3 separate regions of the Mus musculus genome follow, and regions 2 and 3 are each linked to region 1. A link is a contact called in public Hi-C and HiChIP or PLAC-seq data. All regions are on one chromosome and are shown on one strand. Each heading gives the region's core, a stretch centred on a gene start, on an enhancer-like site or on the middle of the called end of the contact. The rest is flanking DNA. Distances are from core to core; before and after follow the strand shown. Region 1 overlaps St3gal3 (ST3 beta-galactoside alpha-2,3-sialyltransferase 3). Region 2 overlaps Ptprf (protein tyrosine phosphatase, receptor type, F). Region 3 overlaps Slc6a9 (solute carrier family 6 (neurotransmitter transporter, glycine), member 9).

Region 1 (3,784 bases), core at 562-3,061:
AATTGTTAGAGGTTACCGTAGCACAGAGCCAGGACCAGGCTCAGCAGTCCCACCCTATGCCTTTATTTTGCGGCTCTGAACCATGCACTTTTTGGGGGCATGCACATCCCTTTCCTTTTGTTTCGAGGATGGGTTAGCGGCTTTTGATTGGTTCCCCTCTACCACCAAGCCCTTGGGTACCCGACTACCCTCTGAAAAGAGCAGGGGCACACTGAGTCCAGACTCCTTTGAGGAGTGCAGAAAGCTGCCTGCCTGCCTGCCTGCCTGCCTGCCTGCCTGCCTGCCTGCCTGCCTGCCTGCCTGCCTGCCTGCCTGCCTGTCTGACTGACCACCAGGACAACACCTGTCCTTGACCAGGGCTTGAACTGCCGTCATCTGTGTCTGGTTGGCCATCCACTTCCCACTGTCCCCACGATGTTCTTTAGCATCCAGTGTAACTAACTTTACCCTTATAGTGACTCCTTCAGAGGCCCTAAAGCTACATGCCCAGTCAGTCTCCTAGCTTTCACAGGGGGACTTTAGTAGATGGCTGGACTTGTGCGCTGTTGTTTGTTTCTTTCTTTCTTTGTTTTGGGAAAGGCCTTCTTTCTTAGAGGCCTGGAGAGCCATACAGTTTAGTATGGGACTTATTATTAAATCACTGTGTGCTATCTCTGGTTGTGAGTTTGTGCGCTAGGCTTCAATTGTGTCACTGCTCCCAAAGCAGAGTGCAGCTGCTGTGGAAAGCAAGAAGGCAGAAGCTTGCAGTTGGTATAGCAGACAGAGGATTTTACCCTGCTGAGGGTCACTGCATAAGGATCACACTCCAGATTCCTGCCTATGGTCCCGAAGCCTATCTCTCCAAGGCTGCTCACCTTAGCTGATGGTCAGGTCCAGTCTTTACAGAAGTCTCTGATTCTGGTGGAGACGCCCCGTCATAGGGCAGATCAAGGTGATGTCTCTCCAGATGTTCAGAGCATCATTGCTCTTGATCTCGACTTATATACTTGCCTGGTGGGACATCATGGGGTTCTGGGTCTGGTTATCTTGAGTGAGTGACGTCACTGAGTTCTGGTTATCAGGTGCAGCCTTGGGTGTAATGGGATCCTGACTAAGTTATTTTTATATCTCTAAAAGGCATTTTTACTATGCTCGTCACAGCTGCCCAGGTCAGGGCCTGGGGAACTTCCACCTGAGGGTGGGGCAGGTGAGGCAGGCAGCAGCCTCAGCAGAATGCCCCAGATTGGGTATCAGTCATCTTAGAATCTGTGGTGTATACTGGGATGAAAAATGATACAACCCGGTCCTCGGCACAGATTTCCACAGACAGACTAACAGCAATCACAGTGAGTTCATGCTGATGAGTCTAATTGAGATGGGGCTTAGGTTTTCCACGGGTGTTTAGTTTCCCTGCGGTTCTTTGCTGTATTTTGCACAGTTATCATGCTGGGGCAGAACTGAAGTGTAGAAAACAGAGCCATTCGGTCCTTCGCAGACCTTGAGAAGCATTGGACCATGCTGGGAAGAGCACAGGCTCAGGATGAGGGTGGGACCTGTGTGCCTGCTGAGTAGTGCAGGGAGACACTTATCCCAGCTTGTATACCCTGGAAAGGCCAGCGGCCTCTAAGGCCTTTAAATGAGAGCAAGAAGAGGTCAGCCTGTAACTGAAGTGTGGTAGGAAGACGAGACACTGCTGAGGGCAGCTTCTTCCTCAGCAGACCCAGCTCCAGGCTCCCAGCCGCCAATTAGCAGGAGCCCCGGGGCGCTTAGCAGCTGGCCCAACCCCTGGTGCGAGCAGGCGGGCTACATTCCTGTGGTATTTGAAGACTGATCTCGTCAGATTAGCAGCTTTGCTTGTTTTGGTTCAGGTACAAGATCCCCACGTGGGGAGCTCTGCTGCGCGTGAGGAGAGAAAGCTGTTGAAAGCAAGAGCGTGATTGCGATTGCCGGCTTGCAAACCTTGCTGTGCTCCTGGCTCCTCTCAGAGGGGGAGCTCTTGTCTCTGTCCCTTCCATTACTCAAGTCCCTAGGGTAGAAAACAGGATGGCTGACCGCACTCAGGAAGTTGCCCACTTTCCCTGTTCATCTGCTCCCAGAGAAGGCTGTCACTGTGTGACTGTCCTCCACAAATGGCCAGAGATAGAAGAGAGAAACCTGGCCTAGACCCCAGTTCTCCCCAGGGGAGGCGGGACTGTAGCTCATGCCTGCCTGTCCTGGAAAAACTCTGCTAGGCTCTGCCTGATAATACAGAGATCCCCATTTCTGCAAGGGAGCTGGGCTTCATGGTTTACATCTGTAATTCTCACTTGGGGAGACTGAAGCAAGAGGATTTTGAAAGTTCAGAACCAGCCTAGGCTATATAATGAATTCTAGGCCAGCTTAAAATAAAATAAATAGAAGTAGCAAGAGGACAGCCTCTGGTAGGGAAGGCAGGTGCCTGACCCCTGACAGCATCGTGAAAGCACAGAGTTAAGCCTGCAGTCAGCTCGTGGCATCTCAGCGCCTTGTGTTGAGCCAGACCTCATCCCCTTTTCCCTCCCCACCCTGGTTCTGAGGGCTCAGATCAGGTTCCCCATAGCCAAACCAATGAGTTGACATAGCTGAAAGACAGACACCGCCACCGTCAGTCACTCTGCTATGCAACCCTCCAGGTAGAACATCTGGGCCGAGGGCCAACTGCAGAGCTCACCCCAAGAAGCAGGCACCCAGTGGGGCAGGACCACCAAAGGGGTAAGGCATGTGCTTGGGGCCTGGGCTTAGAAGCCATCTCTGAGGAGCCTGATGTGACCTCTGGATCTCTTACCTCCAAGGTAACTGAGCACCAAGCTCTGGCCAAGTAAAAGGCTGTTGCCACCTTAGTCTCTGTCACTCCAGCCACCCCGTGCTCATCACCAGGACCAACGGAATTAGGACTTTGTCCAGAATCTGTTCCCCCTTGGAGTGCTCCTGGCCAGCCCCTGTCCATGTCCTTGTGCCTGTCTCAGAGATCATTACGTTCACAAGTACCCCTGCTAGCCAGTGAACTTGGCTCCAGGTCTCCCCTGCTCTGGAGGTAGGAGGCAATAAGAATGACCACTGGTTGGAGTGGGCACCGTGAGTCCATGGTACCTTGCTTATGGCGTCTTTTTTTTTTTTTTTTTTTTTGGTTTTTTGAGACAGGGTTTCTCTGTATAGCCCTGGCTGTCCTGGAATTCACTCTGTAGACCAGGCTGGCCTTGAACTTAGAAATCTGCCTGCCTCTGCCTCCCGAGTGCTAGGATTAAAGGCGTCTTAAGACTGCCAGTCTTATTCAGGGGAAATGAAGACAAATGTAAAAGGCAGCAGAACAGAACCCAGAATGCTGGCGGGAGGGGGGAGGGAAGGCTGTCAGGAAGGTCAGGCTCCCGCCAGCTCTGTCTACTGCAGCCTCAAGTTGTTAGGGGAGAACCTGGGCTTTAGGGTCAGCAGGTGCCCAAGCAGAGCTTCTGCACAGAAGGCACTGTCGGGGAGAGAGGGTAAGCCTGGTTGTCTCATCCCTGGCCCAGTCCTCACACAGGAGCTCAACACAGAAGGAAAGGTCAACCAGTCTCGGCCACAGAATCCCAGAGCCAGCCTCTGTGAGCGCGGTCATTTTGTCCAGCCATAAGCCCCCTTAGAGGCAGGGCTTGGAGGCTGGATAGTCAGAGTCACCTGGAGACAATGGCTTACAGTTGTGGATCCCCTGTTCCCTTCAGCTGGAGAACACTCAGAGATGCCCCCCCATGGGGCGTGCATGACTGGGTTAATTACTGGCTATATCTCAGACCTTTTCTGGGGGTCACCTTGT
Region 2 (3,784 bases), core at 817-3,316, 230 kb before region 1:
AGTGGACGGCGAAGACCGTAAGCGACATGTGGTGGATGGCATCAGCCGTGAGCATTCCAGCTGGGACCTGCTGGGCCTGGAGAAGTGGACGGAGTACCGGGTGTGGGTGCGGGCACACACAGATGTGGGCCCTGGCCCTGAGAGCAGCCCGGTGCTGGTGCGCACCGATGAGGACGGTAGGCTGCAGTGGGTAACATTGTTATGAGGAGGGGTGGGGATGAGAAGCATGCCACCTGAGGCTGTCTGCCAAGCACCCAAGATCCCTCCACAGGACCTGACAGACTCATTTTCTAAATTTAGGCTTAATGGTCTAAACTCTGGGGCGATGTAGTTGGTGGGGTATCCCGTATCCAGGTCCTGGCTTCTGAGCCGTCTCCAAGATAACTGAAGCTTTAAAACCGTACAGGGCTGTGGCAGAAGCAGCAGCCCCACCTAATATGAGAGCCAGGATTGAGAAGATGAGTGCAAAAGACTCAAGTGGGCTTTGTCTGGATACTAATGAAATTTGTTACAGATGGTGTGAGCCTAGGTAGTTGAAGGTGTGGTACCTCACTTCCAGCTGTTCCCCACATCTATGTTTCCCATGAATAAGTAGCCCTGCTAGAGGGACCCATAGGGATGGCCCTCGGCAGGCAAATCAGCCAGCCAAAGAAACAACATTGGAACCTTTCCCAAGGGGGCAGGTGCAGAGTCACGGCCCTAAAGTTAGCTGTACGTGCCTAAGCCAGGCGCTGTTGCTCCATATCTGACTCTCTTCTCTGCCTGGCCCCTAGTGCCTAGCGGGCCACCACGGAAGGTAGAGGTTGAGCCTCTGAACTCCACTGCTGTGCATGTCTCCTGGAAGCTGCCCGTCCCCAACAAGCAGCACGGACAGATTCGTGGCTACCAGGTCACCTATGTGCGGTTGGAGAATGGTGAGCCCCGAGGCCAACCCATCATCCAGGATGTCATGCTGGCTGAGGCTCAGGTATGTCATTGACGGTGCTAGGTGGCAGGGTAAACAGTGACCAGTGTGTCACAGTGACCCCCTAGAGCCCAGATTTGTCCCTCCAATGCCTGCCCTCAGAGGTGGTTATGCCTTTTATGGTCATTGGAGCTGCCTTGGACTGTCTGGGCAGGAGTTATTGAGATCGGGAGGTGAGGCTCATGTTCCAGAGACTTTGTTCTTCTGTTAGGATTGTTAAGCTGTGCTAACCTAGGTCCTGCTACCCCCTCCACCCAGGTAGCAGTCTTAGTTGCCAGTGCTCACGGGGCTGCTCCCAAAGACCCCCAGGCTCCTTGCACAGCACACTGGCTTCATCCTTGTGGTTTGCAGAAAGCACATTTGCTGTGGCTTTGAGCTGAACTGCTGTCCCAGGCAATACTGTTCTTAGCATCACCTGGACTGCACAGCCAGGGGCAGACAAGACTTTTCTCCATCCTCCATGGCCTCAAGCCAGTGACTGAGGCAAAGCTCTGCAAATAATGACCTGAGTGTCACTCTGCTCTTGACCTGAGTGTTTCTCTCCAGGGCTGGACCTGCCAGCCCTTTTCTGTTGGAAGCTTCTGTCTTCCTGGGGCATCTGCCCACAGGCTTACAGTGAGGTCAGTATTCTGACCCCCACCTTGCTAGTCCATCAAGGAGCACCGAATACTGTGAGATTATATGTGTGGCCAGAATGAGCCAGCATGTAGGTGGCAGGGATTGGAGAGGAACCAAGTCTCTACCCTGGGAAAGGACTAATCAAGTATAGGAAAAACTGTGTTGTCTGTCCTTGGTCTCCCTGTCTAGAACCAGGTCCTGATGATTCTTGGGCCAGCTTCAAGTCCCAACAGAAAGATCCTAGATTCCCTCCCCAACCAAGTGGGAACCCCATATTCTGCAGGCTGTGCTGAGGGATGAACCCCCACACAGACAAACTGCTTTCATACCTTTGGCTAAGCTCCACCCTCTGAGCCAAAATTCTTTTCTACCCAGAGGGTACCCTCTTTCTTCTCCCAACCTGTCTATGCTGAAGGACCCAAGGGTGGGGGAGGTGGGTGTGTTCATCAGCCTGCATTCCTGGGGCAGGTTGAGGGCTCCTCACAAAGTCTCAGCAGACACACCCGCTCAGAAACATCCAGAGAATGACTCCATCCAGCCCCTCCCATCCTAGGAGTCTGGCGCCACAGCTGCAGCCTCTGTGGTTTCAGGAAAGTCACTTCGAGTACTTTTGTGTGCTGGTCCCCAAGAGTTTGAAGGGGGTTGGGTAATAAGACCAGGGACATTGTCCCCATATTTGTGTTCTTTACAAGGAATATGCCCAAGCAGGCTCCAGGGAGGCCACGGAAGACAAGGCCTGCCCTTGTAGCCTTCCACCCCCTGGGACTTTGTCATTCTGCTTTGGGCCAGTGGGAGACCAGATGGTGCACTTATCCAGCCTGGCCCCAGGGCCTAGGTATCCCCTGTGTGACTCTTTTCAAGGACACCCCAGCCTGCCCTTATCCACCCAATAGAACCATCTGTGCAGCCCTGGGCCCCAGTAAGATCAGAAAGAAGCATGTGGTGTGTATCCCCACCAGATGTGCATAGCCCAGCCTGCCTCCCCTGTGCTCCCTCTAGATGAGACTCGCCACCCTCCGCCCCCTTTTTGTCCCTTCCTTTTGTCTTTTCTCTCACTGTAGGAGTTTAGTCTAGCTACTCTCCATCCCCTTTTCCTTCTCTCCTCTCCCTACTCCTCTTACAGCCTCTTCCTTTCCCACCTACCCCTCTGTCTTTTTCCTCTCACTACCTGACATAGGAGGGGCTACCTGCGATAGCTTCACACCAGGGCTCCCCTCAAGTAAGGAATCCTAACTAGACCTGGTTCCAGCCCGCTCTGATAATTCCAGGACTCTATAGCCTCTCTATATTCTGTCGCAAAGACTGTGACAGAACTGTCTCAAATAGCAGGAGCTCAGGCCACTCCAGCACCAGGCTAGTGGACAGGCCAGACCAGCTTATATGAGGGTGATCTGGCTAGAGGACTCCAAACAGGGCCTGTCCCTCACTAGCCAACTCCTAGTTTCAAGACCACAAGGCTTCACATTAGAGTCCTCACTCCATATACCTGTTCACCCAGCATACCAGTGCACGCTGGCATTAGAATTTACCACTGCCAGCCAAGAAACTAGTTTTCCTATTTTGACTCCAGGCACCTGTAGAATCGAAATCAGGGGTGTGGGGTCTCCTTGTGGCTTTGGGGTAATGCCCAGGCTCTGAGCTGGCTACTTACCCTTTATTATCTCTCTGGCAAGCCTGACTCTTGGCCCACTCCAGCGGTAAGTCCAGCACTTGTGTTCTAGGACACTCAGCTCAGGTGACTCTAATTTAGTGTCTCAGCTGAAAGCAGGATGCATGGATGGATGGATAAGTGGATGGATGGATAGGTAGGTAGAAAGAGAGAGAGAGAGAGAGAGGTAGGTAGGTAGAAAGATAATATAGATAGACAGAGGAAGAGAGGGAGGTAGATAGATAGATAGATAGATAGATAGATAGATAGATAGATAGATAGGGGGAGCAAGCTGAACAACCATAGCAGGACATTGGGACTCTAAGCACATATCTTCCCTCTGCCTAAGCTGTCAAGTCTATCTCTACATCTGACAGTCCACCATGTCTCCCTGCCCTCGACAGGCCTGGTGCACACAATTGGTGCTCAATGATGCAGGAACTTGTGTCTTTGAGTGGGCACTGGTCCTGGGCTATCACCTCAGTGGGTACTTCAGAGCTATCTATCAGTTCTCCATGGGCCAGGTCCTCTCCAGGCCAAATCCTTCACCATCC
Region 3 (3,784 bases), core at 790-3,289, 140 kb after region 1:
CCACTTCCTCTGCTTGATTGCTGGGGCTTGCCAGATTTTACGGGGCACTGTGGGCCTCATGCACGCATGGAAGGAAGGCATTCTACCAACTGAGCTACAACCCCAGCCCTTTTTATGGCTTTTGTCTACTGTCCTCTATGGTCGCAGTTTTTGCTCACTTTGTTCCTGGCTATACATCCCCGGTGCCTGCCACTGACGGACAGTATTCGATCTTGAGGGAGTGGACACTGGCAAATGGGTTGGGCGGCAAAAAGGAGAGAGGCCCATGAATGCTCGAGGCTAGCTAGCGGTGAAGAGGAGGTAAGGAAGACACTCTCCAGCCCCAGTTTCTTCATCACAACACCAGCCCGAGACACAGGAGAGAACTAGGTAAAACTGGCTCCTTTCTTTCCTGTCAGTATTGGTCCCATTTGGAGGCTGTTTCCCCCTGCTCAGCATCCTTAGCTATGCTAGATCAGCTCTCAGATCTCATGCAGACATGTTTAATGACCTGGGATGAGATATGACTTTGGATCTTCATGGACAATGTTGTCAGAGCTGGAACTTGGTGTTTGCCTGCCTGACACCCAAGTGTACTTAAACAGCCTCCTTTTGGCTTTCGACCTTCGTCCCAGCCCACCCTTAACAGCATGGCCTGTAGAGGGTGCTGTCCAACTTCTCCCCCCTCTGCCCAATTCTCTCAACTGTCAGTGTCTGAGGCTGACAAGACCCTCTCCTTGCTCAGTCACACAGGAATCAGCAGTCAGAAGGGAGAGGTCCAGGATTCATAGGGTCACTTTGGCCTTGCTTTCCTGCCTTTTCCCTCTTCGGGGCACACACAGAAAACAACTCTATTGGCCCACTGAGATAGACAGACAAGGCCATTCATAGCTGAAGGCAACGGCCTAGGGGTGGCGGCAGCCTAGGCCAGGCCTGCCTGGGTGCTCCTATGTCAGACACCAGTGCTGGTGAAGTGGGACCTTCAGAATAACCACAGGCTCCCTCTGCTTCTATTGATTCACGTTTCCCAAGTGCCAACATTCAAGTCAAGAAAACCCTTGTCACTTAAAGGATTGAAAGAACAAACTTTCCCGAATAGCACATGCTAAAATGGCAGCCCGCGGTGTTATTTTTAGTGCATGAGTACAGCGTTACTGTACTGGGCTGCAGAGCTCAGATGGTTAGCCTGGGAACCATCGAATGAATTCTAGCTTTATTTTAGGTTGTACCACATTTAGTTCTTGTTTTTCTTTGGACCATGTGCTTTTGAGCCAAACAATTAACCTCAGAGCGCTTGGAACGTGACTTATTTGTAAGCTGGCTCCTGATGCACGCCCTCTTAAGATTATTCTGCCTCTCCCACCCCTTTTCTTTACTGAGGCTAGGTCTACTAGGGAGCACAGCTGGGCTTTAACTCTATACTCTCCTGCCTCAGCCTCCCAGTAGCTGAGACTACAGGCGGGCCACCACAATCACCTCTTTTCCTGCTTGACATTTCTCCAGATATGAGTAAGATCCTGCCTCAAAGGGGAGCAGGGGGCAGAAGTGACACATGGACCTTTAATCTCAGCATTTAGGAGGCAGAGAGGCAAGAGGCTCTCTGTGAGTTCAAAGCTAGCCTGGTTCTACATAGGGAGTTCAGACCAGCCAGGGCTATATAAGACCCTATGTCAAAAACAAAATAAAACAAGCAAAAGATCCTAAACTCCATATATATAGAGAGATCTTGTTTTCTTGAGTGGACAGTAACTGGCTTAAAGAGAGAGACTGCCTCTTCTGATTGTTCACAGATCCAGCCCCTTGAGCCCTTGCCGCTGAGCTCTGGTTTTTATACCACGTTAGCATGTGTCACCTCTGCAGCAACGAGGGAAGAATTATAGCCATCCAGATTTGAGGGGTGAACACCCAAGACTTAGGGAGATTTGGTAGCCTCCCATGAATACACAGTGGGCCAGTGGGAGACCCAGGACTTGAGATGTCAGTGTGACAATGAAGCTGGAATGAGACACCAGGGTGGGGGTGGGGTGGGGCTGGGATCAGAGTCCACGGTGTCGGGTGCTGGCTGCCACAGAGGCTGTGGAGCCGAGTGGCTGGTCATGAGCTTAGAACTTGGAAGCAACACTCAAACCAGCACAGAAGAGTGTAAAACAAGTCTGGGGAGAGGGCAACAAGGGTAAGCAGGGAGGAGTGGCTGGAAACCTGGCCTTCCAGAGTCTCTTGATTTAAAGGCCTCTGTTTGTCTGTCTGTCTATTTTTGTTTAGGTACTAGAGATCAAAGCTAGGACCTCAAACACTAGGCAAGCTTTACCACAGAGCTACACCCCAGTCGTCCTCGTCTTTCTGGTAGCCTGCTGTCTTCATTCATAAACTGATAACTACATCATGCCACTTTTCAAAGGAACACCTCGGATTAGGAACACTGGCAGAGCACCACTGGCCTGGGAGCACACAACCAGGCAGAGCCAGGGCGGGGCCTGGTACACACAGCCCAGCCATGTCCAAAACTGTTTAGTTTCTTAACCTTGGATGTCAGTCTATACATCTGAAAACAGAGCTAACAAGGCTTGCTGAGATAATGCACTGCCACCTAGTGAGTAGGAGTACCAGTTCCTCCTCCCTCCTCCAATCAGAGAAGCCTGGGCAGCTCTATTCTTCTCCTCTGGTGCTCGAGAGAATCCAACACAGGGCTTTGGGCTCCTTCCAACCACACTGCTCCCTTAAGGACCATTTCTCAGCCACACCTGTTGATGCAGGCCAACAACCTCAGCTTCTCTAGAGCTTGGGCAGGAGGAGCACAAGTTCAAGACCAACCTCAAAATGAAAATGTAAGAAGGCGGCTAGGGACAGAGCTCAGGGATGAGGCATTTGCCTGGCATGCATGGATCTGGGCATGGGGCAGTGGTCAATCACCAGTAGAGCAGGGAGAAAATATCTTTCCAGGCTCTCCAGGAGGTGGCAGCAGGGAGCCACTGGGGGGTAGGAACTGAGCTAGGTAGGTAGGCCTGGCACAGCCCCAGGTGCGGAGCAGGGCCCAGCTGTCCCCTCAGTATGCCCCGCTAGGCAGATTCTCTGAGAGCTATTCCCCACTGATTCCACTGGCTCCAGTCTCAGGAGCTTTGCCCCTGAGGCAGGCAACACTGGAGCATCTGCCTGGGCTAAGGTTGGCATGCAGGGTTTGTGCTTTGGGGAGCTCCAGGGAAGTTCATATTCTGCCTTTCCGTCTGGGCCATCCTGTGCGCATCACACCCCTGGTGGACAGTTCATCTGATTGGGTGAGATTTCTCTCTCCCTTTCTTCCTCATCTCCTCTCTGGGAGTGGCCCCTCCCCACAGCTGTGTGGGATTTGCACTTTCAGCACTGGATTTAGAGGACCTGCTACAACTTCTGTGCGCCCAGAGCCATGCACACCTCACCTTTGGCCTCCATCACACAGCAGGGAAATGGTCAAGCCTTTTGGCTGCCGTAGAAGCTGGCACCATATGATGGTGCCATCCTTGTCTCTTTTCTCAGTGTCCCATTTGTTCCCAACCTTGGCGTCAGTTTGCCTCCTTGTGGCCTCTGTGCCCACCTACTTGTGAATTCCTCCTAACTCTTTCCTCCCATTTCTGGGCAGTTATCACCAGCTCCCCTTGTCCCCATCTCTCAGAAGTCACCAGCACCTTCTTAGTGCCACTTCCATACTTCTGTGCCAGGCAGGGCACCTGCTCCTAATGCACTGAACTATCTGTTTCTCTATAGACTATGTGATTTCTCGGGACAGAGGCTCTGGACCATTTTACACCGCCATGGGCACACAGAGCCTTTA

What was found. A called contact is a pair of places that touch in the nucleus more often than the background predicts. HiChIP or PLAC-seq counts read pairs in DNA pulled down with a chosen protein or histone mark.
Region 2: an HNF4G HiChIP or PLAC-seq map of pancreatic cancer cells shows a contact between it and region 1. The contact joins two enhancer-like sites. A contact is called at or near these places in 2 of 115 datasets of contacts at active chromatin or transcription factors (extraembryonic endoderm stem cells and pancreatic cancer cells) and 1 of 9 other capture datasets (liver).
Region 3: a Hi-C map of liver shows a contact between it and region 1, with 2.0 times the contacts expected there. The contact joins two enhancer-like sites. A contact is called at or near these places in 1 of 484 Hi-C or Micro-C datasets (liver), 1 of 115 datasets of contacts at active chromatin or transcription factors (pancreatic cancer cells) and 1 of 9 other capture datasets (pancreatic islet).

The regions. Positions count from the first base shown.
Region 1 is chr4:117,995,803-117,999,586 of GRCm38.p6, reverse strand. The region is part of intron 5 of St3gal3 (ST3 beta-galactoside alpha-2,3-sialyltransferase 3); the gene reads left to right. Among named protein-coding and RNA genes, the nearest start is that of 9530034E10Rik, 23 kb to the right of the region's middle. Within about 2 kb of position 1,811, at least 139 of the 459 cell types and tissues checked have an H3K27ac peak or open chromatin away from gene starts, as enhancers often do. A contact at or near this core is called in liver and pancreatic cancer cells, where this site is marked.
Region 2 is chr4:118,227,878-118,231,661 of GRCm38.p6, reverse strand. Ptprf (protein tyrosine phosphatase, receptor type, F) reads left to right here. Exons shown (of 33, transcript NM_011213.2): 12 at 1-176; 13 at 774-967. Among named protein-coding and RNA genes, the nearest start is that of Mir7226, 19 kb to the right of the region's middle. Within about 2 kb of position 2,066, at least 43 of the 459 cell types and tissues checked have an H3K27ac peak or open chromatin away from gene starts, as enhancers often do. A contact at or near this core is called in liver and pancreatic cancer cells, where this site is marked.
Region 3 is chr4:117,858,151-117,861,934 of GRCm38.p6, reverse strand. The region is part of intron 5 of Slc6a9 (solute carrier family 6 (neurotransmitter transporter, glycine), member 9); the gene reads right to left. Among named protein-coding and RNA genes, the nearest start is that of Ccdc24, 12 kb to the left of the region's middle. Within about 2 kb of position 2,039, at least 14 of the 459 cell types and tissues checked have an H3K27ac peak or open chromatin away from gene starts, as enhancers often do. A contact at or near this core is called in liver, where this site is marked.